2 separate regions of the Gossypium hirsutum genome follow, and region 1 is linked to region 2. Evidence: chromatin contacts called from public Hi-C data. All regions are on one chromosome and are shown on one strand. The core of a region is the stretch at or near the end of the contact, and the rest is flanking DNA. Distances in the headings are between cores, read along the strand shown.

The links. Hi-C and Micro-C count contacts between places; a contact is called where the count stands out from the background.
Region 1: a contact with region 2 is called in a Hi-C map of leaf, with 2.1 times the contacts expected there. The contact joins the promoter of LOC107946676 here to the enhancer-like site in region 2. A contact is called at or near these places in 3 of 34 Hi-C or Micro-C datasets (all in leaf).

What each region holds. Positions count from the first base shown.
Region 1 is chrD12:56,474,868-56,479,973 of Gossypium_hirsutum_v2.1, reverse strand. LOC107946676 (protein SAMBA) reads right to left here and starts at 1,662. Exons shown (of 3, transcript XM_016881100.2): 1 at 1,358-1,662; 2 at 655-765; 3 at 1-205. The coding sequence starts at 1,511. The coding sequence ends at 144. LOC107946674 (phosphatidylinositol-glycan biosynthesis class X protein) reads left to right here and starts at 1,795. Exons shown (of 5, transcript XM_041107304.1): 1 at 1,795-1,913; 2 at 2,256-2,373. The coding sequence starts at 2,351.
Region 2 is chrD12:56,435,247-56,440,074 of Gossypium_hirsutum_v2.1, reverse strand. It overlaps LOC107946671 (lysine-specific demethylase JMJ706), which reads left to right. Exons shown (of 11, transcript XM_041107296.1): 7 at 1-50; 8 at 129-524; 9 at 612-964; 10 at 1,058-1,330; 11 at 2,136-3,110. The coding sequence ends at 2,507. Among protein-coding and RNA genes, the nearest start is that of LOC107946671, 6.9 kb to the left of the region's middle. Within about 2 kb of position 2,439, at least 8 of the 9 cell types and tissues checked have an H3K27ac peak or open chromatin away from gene starts, as enhancers often do. A contact at or near this core is called in leaf, where this site is marked.

The DNA of each region.
Region 1 (5,106 bases), core at 413-2,912, 41 kb before region 2:
AATAACAGTCAAAAGTAAATACTTGTAATTCTTCACATGTGTGCATGATTTCATAGTGAAGTTCAGCAATGTACAGATATAATAAAGTTGTCTGAGTAAAGCCAATCTCTTAGCCGTGAAGTCCAGTCTCAAGAAATCTGAAATCATTTTTTCGGGGCTGTGCTACAGTTTTTTGTAAACTCCATCTGCTTCTGTAGAAACCCACCTGGTGGAATCCATAACATCGAATCAATAAATACGACTCCCCAAATATACAGGAAGCTAGAAAGACATACATATTGAAACCAAGAAGAGTTTGGTATGTCAAAGACAAGTCGCAAAAGAGATGTGGACAAACAACTATTTTTTCAAGACATTTAAGTTCCTTTTATCACTTCCTTTTTACTGGCAAACCGGATCTGATCTACAACAAAGAATAGAGAACAGAACGGCAAATAATGAGAACGATGGAGCTGTAGGTAAAGGTAAGGTATGGTCAGGTTAATGTAGGACCTTGAAAGAGGGAAACCACAACTGGAAAATGAATCAAATGATCCACGCATTAAGCGAACTTGAAGTTTACAGGGCCCGCATTATAACAGGACTTATATTTGATATACAGGAAGTAACAAAAGTGAGAACGCAAATTGGTGTGAAATGAATTGAAGGATTAACCTGGTCTTGATATCAGGTGGATGCGGGAACGAGGACCTTCAAACTTCCAGTTATCTTCATCCAATGATTTAACCTCTTCATTGAGTGCAGCCATCAAATCAGATTTTAAAACTGCAATGCAGAAGCAATAAGAATTTTCACTGAGAGGACCTATAGAATAAGCAGTAGGCTGCAACAGTAACTTGGCAAGTAAATTTTCACATATAGAAAGCATAAAGATGGACGAATTTTCTCTTCACATTCTTTCCATTGTGTTAGGACTTATCAAAGCAAAATTAATGTTAAAAACAATTAAAACCAAACCTGAAAACAATTTAATAAGTTTTCAAAGTAATCCTCCAATACAATCTCAAGAAACTTACAAGCATAAACCAAATAAATCAACCCATTGAATATAATGTCTGTAAGAATAATGAAACTGAAAAGAAGACATCAACTTTAGTATCATATATTTCATTATTTTGATGTCAACAACCCAAATTTATCCACTCAAAGCCTCATACAACAAGACCATAATCTTCCAATACTAAAGACATACAATAAAACCCAGAAAAAATCCCACAAACATAATTAAACCCTAAGTGTTAATGCAGAAATAAAATCACCCTAATGACTAAAAAGCACAAACTTTACACTAATAAATGCATATTATTCCAACTCCGAAGAGAAAGGAAGAAAACCAAAAGAGAAGAAAGAAACAAACCGAGCATGGCCTCATCTTTGCGGTCTTGAATGGATATAAGATCAGAAGGGAAATGGGTATCCTCCAAAGCAGCATTAGTACCACCACTTGCTCCTCCTCCTCCAACGATTGCTGTAGTTGATATTGATGAATTCGCTGGTGATGAACTATTCATTTTTCTTGTTTTTACCTTCTTTTGGATGAAAAAGGAAAAAAAGAAACTACCTTTCTCGAATGCTAGATTTACAGTTCAGTTCTCAAACTCTGTTCAGATGTTTGGAACTCGGAAGGTGTTGATTTGGGTTTTTGGGTCTTATTTGCAATATTTAAAATAGTAAATTGAATTTTCCTGCTTTTCCTTGTTTATGGGTTCTGGAATATGGAGCATATGGGCCTTATTTTAGCCCAATGCTATGCTATTTGATATAGATCTTCATCTTTTTTAAATTCAAAAGTTGTTTCTTTCCTGGTCCTGTAATCTGGGTTGCTCTTCCTCTTCCAAGATTGATCAAGTTGAGTCACTAAGAGCGTGGAGATTGATTGCTTTTTGAGGGGGGAATTAAAAGGAAAAATTTAAGTCAGCTCTCTCCTTTTGCCTCTCATGTTTATTTTCGTTATGAATAATCTGATTGTATGCTTTGCGTCTGCATCTTCTTTTTATGTAATTCAAATCTCTCTCTGTGTATTAATAGAGAACTAAAATTTGTTTTTTGGATCATTGTTCTTGTTCACAAAGAGAAACATTTTTAAACTATGGGAACTTATCCTTATTTATTGCAAGATCGATAGATTTATTAAATTATGCTTCAACCTTTCCAGAATTCATTCCTGTTTATATAAAGCGTTTAATTTAATAAGGAAATTTTATCATCATGAGATTTTCATGTAATTTCTCATCCACTTTGTTTCTTCCATTCAGTTACTCAATGTCAACCCTACAATATAATCGATTATGCTTTCATCTGAAACTGGCAATCTTGTGGATGCTCTTTTCTGGTGCTGTCTTTTGCATACATGTCTTCGCATCCACAACTGAGGTTAGTTGACATCATGTATGTTACTCGAACTCTTCATTTTGCTCGGAATAACCATGTCCTACGCATGAAATTTGTCTTGCTTGTGCCAAGTTTCGAAGAATTTGACATTCTTAGTTTTCAGGTAGAAACAAACTCAGATGCTGGGAAATTTATAATGAAATCTTATTTTGAAAATTATGAGAGCCTGCATGATTCAAGTTTTGAAGATTTTATGGCACATCTGTTGAAAAGTCAACAAAGGTAGGAAGCAACTTGTTAAAAAGGTTGAGCAAGTTGCACCGAATGTTGAAAAGTTGAAAGGGATAATTGCAATTTTGGTCCCTAATTTTTTAGGCCATTTGCAAGTTAGTCCCTGAACCTCAACTATAAATAGGCCTTTTCATTTTTCATTTCAACCATCCCAACCAATCTTTCTCTCTTAGTTTTCTCTCTTCTCCCATTTGAGAATTCTTAAAGAATTCTATTTGTTTGTAATACTTTGGAGATAGTAAAGTTATCATCTGGTGTTAGTGCCCGAGGACGTAGGTATAATTTACCGAACCTCGTTAAAACTCTTGTGTTCTTTCTTGTCCTATTTTTCTTTCAATATTTGAGGGTATAATAGTAGTATTTAATTGTGCTATTAAATTACTATAGAAGGGATATTCTGTCTAAGGAAAGACTTGGTATTTAAGAGATCCATGTGATCCACCTCTCTTCCCTGGGAATTGAACTTTGTGTGATTTTTTAGTACAATAATTTACACGCTTCCGACCCTATTGGAACAACAAGTGGTATCAGAGCCGAAGGTTAATCGTAGTATGCTCTGTGGTTGCAGTTTAAACTGATCTTCCACATCAGAAAAGATTTCCTTAGGTATATTGAAAGATTATGGAGAAAACGGTCGGTGTAGGAGCTTCAACATCGTCCATGTGGACAAGACCGACAATTGCAAATGCAAGATTGGCCGTGGAGATCTTTGATGGTTAATCGTAGTATGCTCTGTGGTTGCAGTTTAAATTGATCTTCCACATCAGAAAAGATTTCCTTAGGTATATTGAAAGATTATGGAGAAAACGGTCGGTGTAGGAGCTTCAACATCGTCCATGTGGACAAGACCGACAATTGCAAATGCAAGATTGGCCGTGGAGATCTTTGATGGCACGGACCATTTTGGTATGTGGCAAAGTGAGGTTCTAGATGCCCTTTTTCAGCAGGGTCTAGACATTGCCATTGATGAAGAGAAACCAGATGATGTACAGGAGAAAGATTGGAAGGCGATCAATCGGTTGGCATGTGGCACAATTCGATCATGCCTTTCTCGAGAGCAGAGGTATGCTTTTTCAAAGGAGACTTCTGCAAATAAGTTGTGGGTGGCACTTGAAGAAAAATTTTTGAAGAAAAACAGTCAAAATAAGCTCCACTTGAAGAAAAGACTGTTTCGCTTCACATACGTCCCAAGTACCACAATGAATGATCACATCACCAAATTTAATCAGTTAGTCACTGATTTGCTGAATATGGATGAGACATTCAAAGATGAAGATTTGGCTTTGATGCTGTTGGGGTCACTTCCTGAGGAGTTTGAGTTCCTAGAAACTACTCTACTTCATGGCAGGAGTGATATATCTCTGAGCGAAGTTTGTGCGGCCTTATACAGTTATGAACAGAGAAAGAAGGACAAACAGAAAAACTCAATCAGAGATACAGAAGCTTTAGTAGTCCGAGGTCGTTCATACACTCGGAAGAAAACTCAAAAGGGGAGATCAAAGTTAAAGTCCAGACTCGGGAAAGATGAATGTGCTTTTTGTCATGAGAAAGGCCACTGGAAGAAAAATTGTCCAAAGCTGAAGAATAAGGGAAAAGCTGCTGTAGATGCTTGTGTTGCTAAGCATGATACTAGTGACTCTGAACTATCACTGGTTGCATCATCATCGTCGTTCCATTCAGATGAGTGGATATTGGATTCGGGTTGTACCTATCATATGTCCCCTAACCGGGAGTGGTTCTCTGATTTAGTAGAACTAAATGGAGGAGTTGTTTATATGGGCAATGACAATGCCTGTAAAACTGTTGGGATAGGTTCAATCCAATTAAAGAATCAAGATGGATCAACCAGAGTTCTGACTGATGTTCGGTACGTGCCCAGTTTGAAGAAAAATCTCATCTCATTGGGAGCCTTGGAATCTAATGGTTCAGTTGTTACTATGAGAGATGGGATTTTGAAAGTGACATCTGGCGCACTTGTGATATTGAAGGGCATCAGGAAAAATAACTTGTATTACTACCAAGGTAGTACAGTTATTGGAGCAGTCGCTGCAGCTTCCGGTAACAAAGACTTGGACTCAATGCAGTTGTGGCATATGAAGTTGGGACATGCCAGCAAAAAATCCTTGCAAATTCTGGCAAAGCAAGGATTGTTGAAAGGTGCAAAGGCTTGCAAATTAAAATTTTGTGAGCACTGTGTTCTGGGAAAGCAAAAGAGAGTGAAATTCGGCACTGCTATCCATAATACAAAAGGTATTTTGGAATATATTCACTCAGATGTGTGGGGGCCTTCCAAAACACCTTCGTTGGGAGGAAAACACTACTTTGTTACTTTTGTTGATGACTTTTCCAGAAGAGTTTGGGTGTATACCATGAAAACTAAAGATGAAGTGCTTGGAGTTTTTCTTAAATGGAAAACTATGATCGAAAACCAGACTGGCAAGAAAATCAAGCGGCTTAGGACGGACAATGGAGGGGAATATAAAA
Region 2 (4,828 bases), core at 1,190-3,689:
AGAGTTTGTAATTACCTTTCCAAGGGCATATCATGCTGGATTTAGTCATGGTAAGGCATGTTTTACTTAATTTGTTCATATTTGCTCCCACAGAATTAATGAATATGTTCCTAACTTTAATCATTTAGGTTTCAACTGTGGTGAGGCTGTCAACTTTGCTATTGGTGATTGGTTTCCTTTAGGGGCTATAGCAAGCTTGCGTTATGCACATCTCAACAGGGCGCCTCTCCTTCCTCACGAGGAACTTCTGTGCAAAGAAGCAATGCTTCTCTATACAAGTTTAGAACTGGAAGATTTGGATTATTCACTGGCAGACTTGGCTGCTCATCATTGCATCAAGGTTTCATTTGTAAAACTAATGCGTTTCCTGCACCGGGCGCTTTGGTCTGTCATGAAATCAAGGGCATGCACTAGTATATCCCCAAACTATTATAGAACTATTGTCTGCACTTTATGCAAACGCGATTGTTATGTTGCTTTCATTAACTGCAGCTGTAATGGTCATCCTGTTTGCCTGCGACATGGTAGTCTTTCCCAGATCCTGCCTTGCTTTGGTAGTTTTCCCTTTGATATATAATTTTGTCTTATGATGAGCTAATTACCTTCTGCAGATATCAGGTCACTGCACTTCCCATGTGGGAGCTATCGTTATCTTTTCTTGAGGGATGATGTTGCAGAGATGGAGGCCGCTGCCAAGAAGTTTGAGCAAGATGATGCCATATCAAAAGAAATTGAGCAACAAATTGAAAATGGTGATGACTTGTATTTGTATCCACTGTCAAATAAGTTGCAGACTGATGTAGAGGATGGATACTTTCCATACTGTGAGATTAATGTTGTTTTGGGTCCTGATTTTGCCGCAATAAATACAATGGGTCAACCACTAGAACATATATCGTCTATGAACCATGGAAAATTTCAACCTGAGACTAATTTGGAGCAAGTCGGATCATCACCAAAAACTGTAAGTCTAGCTCTCTGCCTGCTGAGTCTCTTAATCTGAACATGAATCTTCTGCTCCTGCACTAAGTGTGCAACTGGTATATACTCAAAGCAGGTACAGAGGGTAGCTAACCAAGTAAGCGTTAATGGTGAAAGATTCCCTGAAGAAGTCTCAGAGAATACATATGAATTGTCTGTTTCCTGTTTGTCACGTGAAGATCATCGAAGTATCCATCAAGATAATGTTCATGACCCAGTGAGCAGGTCTATAGTGGATGAAAACAGTGATAGTTCCGATTCACCAATATTTAGGGTTAAACGTCCTTTCTCGAAGGTTGAGAAAAGATTTGGGAATGATACCATATCATCAAAGAACTCAGAACACCAGGTATAGTTTTAGCTTCCCATAGTTATATTTTGTCTGTTATAAAGTTACTATCTTAACTTTTGACTTATCATTGGGCCCATGGAAATTTAAGGTGCAATTATTAGACGTTAGGTAAGTCCAGGGGGAATGCCACACCTGAGTAGAACTGCGAACCTAAACTTTCACTCCCCTTCTGGAAAGGGCAAAACTGCTTCACACCGCTGATGGACTAAGGATTCAATCCAAAAAGGCCCTAGCTTAGGGCCTTTTTGGTAAATGTTTTGACTTGACAATATTTTTAATGATGAAAGACTTGGAGTTACATGATCTTTGTATTTTCATTTTAGAAAAAAAAAATTGGGAGGGGGCGGGAACTGAGTGGGATTTCACATTTTCTTGTTGTTGTTTAAATTTGCCCTTTTTGTTGATCGAAAAATTGTAGTCTTTGTGCATAAAATTAAAAAAAAAAAAGAAAAAACGAAATTGTAGTCTTTACTTTGTCACTGGCCGGTTTCTTTCTGTTTTGTAATTGTCATTTGTACGTTGGCCCCTACAATAGATTTACTTTAGAGAAAGCATCTCATCACTCATTTGCTGTTGCATTCCAGGGAAGTTTTTTGATGGTTTGTTAGAGGATGACAAGCTTTTGAATGACCATTAAATTAGTCTTAGCTATTAGTTATTTTCCCAATTTTTTAGCATTGTCTTCAAATTTTGACTATTCTGATATTGCTTTTTGTATTTTGCTTAATCAGTTCTTGCCTTGCTTATTCACTTTAATGGGACTTCAGTTATCTTGTCCTCATGCCTTTAATTCATATGGCAGGGGTTCAAACGATTAAAGAAACTTCAACATGAAGGAAGATGTGGGCGACCAGTGGCATATGCATCTGAATGCTGTAGAAACGACGAACCAAACCGCAATACAAATTGTAGTTCTGATTCTAAAGCTCTGGAGAATGCTGTGAAGGACAGACTTGGAAGAGGCACCCTTCCCATTCCCATTTCTATAAAATATAAGAAGATGGGCAGTGAGGCAGGAATGAGTAGCGGGCAGCGAGAGCACCACAGAAATGATAGGTTCCAGCAGGAGTTAGGAAAGAGCAAGAGGGATTCTCCTTCAGAGATGGGTCCAAAGCGCCTTAAAGTAAGAGGCCCAAGCCCAATACATCTAGGTTCAGAAAGCAGACTGGTTTGAAGTTATAGATGTGCAGAAACTGATCGCTGGTGATTGGGTCCCGACTCTGGAGATTGACTTGGCTAACTTCATTCCTTGTAAATGGGGATTCTAACAATAAAATTCCAAAGATATAGATGTGCAGAAACTGATGGCTGGTGATTGGGTCCTGACTCTGGAGCTTGACTTGGATGGGGGTTCTAACAATAAAATTCCAAATGACCGATTCAACTAAGGGATAGCAGCGGAAGATTAACCAAGCTTAGAACATTAATAGTTTTATTCTTTGTGCAGGCCTCCAAAACTGGGGCAAATTGCACGTCCTAGATGTGATTCTTATGGTTCTCACTCAGGCCCGGGGTGTTTTTCCTTCGATGGCTGGAGAACCAACCTTAATGCATCAAAAGCTGAAAAGTAGAATTCGGTTTAGTAAAATTTACGTTCGTAAATTTGTTCGCCACTCAAATCTTAATTCTTACCGAGGAAATTGGGCATTCCACAACCTCTAATTTTTAGAAGTCTTCTGCTTCCCCTACTAGGCTCTTTATTCGTTTTTCTGTAGCAATGTTGTACACTGCTTAAATAAAATGCAGAGTAATGCGGCCTTAATTTTTGTTTCTCAAATCATTACCTTACATTTCATTAATCCTATCTGTGTGAACCATGTTGTGTTATGAGTCCAGTCGTAGATGTTTCCTGGTCTTAATGATCTTTGTCCTGGATTATAAGATTGTGGGGCCAACTCCAAATTGGAAATTGACATAACACCATATAGCAGTTGGCAATGTCGGATGGGCCTGCAATGTTGGTGTTTTTTTAGCTTTGGGTGCACAAGCCAGCAACGACCTTTTTTTGCTGTTGTGGTTTGGAAACTATTGGGAAGCAAAAGGAGGAAGGGAGGAGTGTATTGTTAGTTTCATGGGGTCTAGAAATGGGTCTCCTCTGCGTTGAAGCAATTGTGTCAATGCTGGGGTCCTGTATGGACCACCGTCCTGTTTCCATAAGTAGCCCATTTCTAACAAGTCGAGACAATTCCATGGTTGCCACATCCTTTTTAATTCTATTCAGAAGCGCAAACGACGTAGCCATATTGTTTGTTCCATTCCTTGTTTGCTGATGTTGAGGTTTATAATCTTGTTTTGCTTTTCCAATGTTTCTGTTTTTTTCTTTAAATGTGAAATTTCCTTTTCATTATGTACGATTTATTGTCGTTTCAATGCGAGTCCGCAAAGTCCATGGTTTTTTACAATCAGCTAACGTATTATTGTTGTTGGGGGTTTAAAATAAGTCAATTTCGTATTGATATCTCAGAATGTAACAATCAATCGAAACGAAAAAAATAAAACAAAAAATTGTTTCAATGTAAATTTTGGTCGGTGAATCAGTTGGTAAAATACACAAAATATACCAGCATCAATATGTAGCATTACTGTCATGGTTTAAAACCTTATGTTTGATTGAAGTGAAAGCATGCTTGGAATTTGTCCGTGTTAGGAAGTATGAGATGGACGGGCCACAGATTTCAAGTTATGATTTTACGGGCCATAGAGACGGTGGCTTGGGCTATTCTTGGACATTTGAATCTGTTATTTTCTACTGTCCATTATCTTTATCACAAGAAGAAGGAAAAAATGATTTTGTACCCAAAGGAATAAAAAAGGAATACACAGAACAAAAAAGGAATGAATCTTGTGAACATCAGTGTCGTTTACTCAACTAAATCCAAAGAGATTCAGGGCCAACCCTTGAACAAGCAATCACCTTTTTTCACATTTTGTTTGTATTGTGATGACAGCAACCCTTAACAAAAATGGGCCCTGCTACCTAACCCACAGCATCACTCAGTTAAAGCGAAGCCGTGGAATTTAGAGCCCAATTCCCTCGATCCAATTTCTTTCAGTGTTGGAATATTCTTTGACTTCAATTGGGATTCATGTAAGAGGGAATAGAGCTTTTACCATTATGTAATTCACTTCTTATGTTCCAAAAGCATGACAAAATCGGAAGCTTCAATAACAACAACTTAAAACAAAATGTTTTCACTGTGGAAGTTCCATAATTGAAAACTAAGAATCTGGATATTAATTATTACAAATAAGGTGTATCGATTAGATGCTAATTGTTAGGTCCAAATAACATTTTAGGGTATTTAATTTGCCTTATTATCAATTTCTAGATGGGTAAATGAGATATTCATGTTCGTAAATTATTTGAGTTTTGATTCGAAAAATAATTGAATTTGATTTGGTAATCGTCGAATTGAATTCAAGTTTAGTGATACTAGTGCCTACCTATCCCTTTAAAAAATGGAAAAATTTCTATTTTACATCTGCTAAAATATA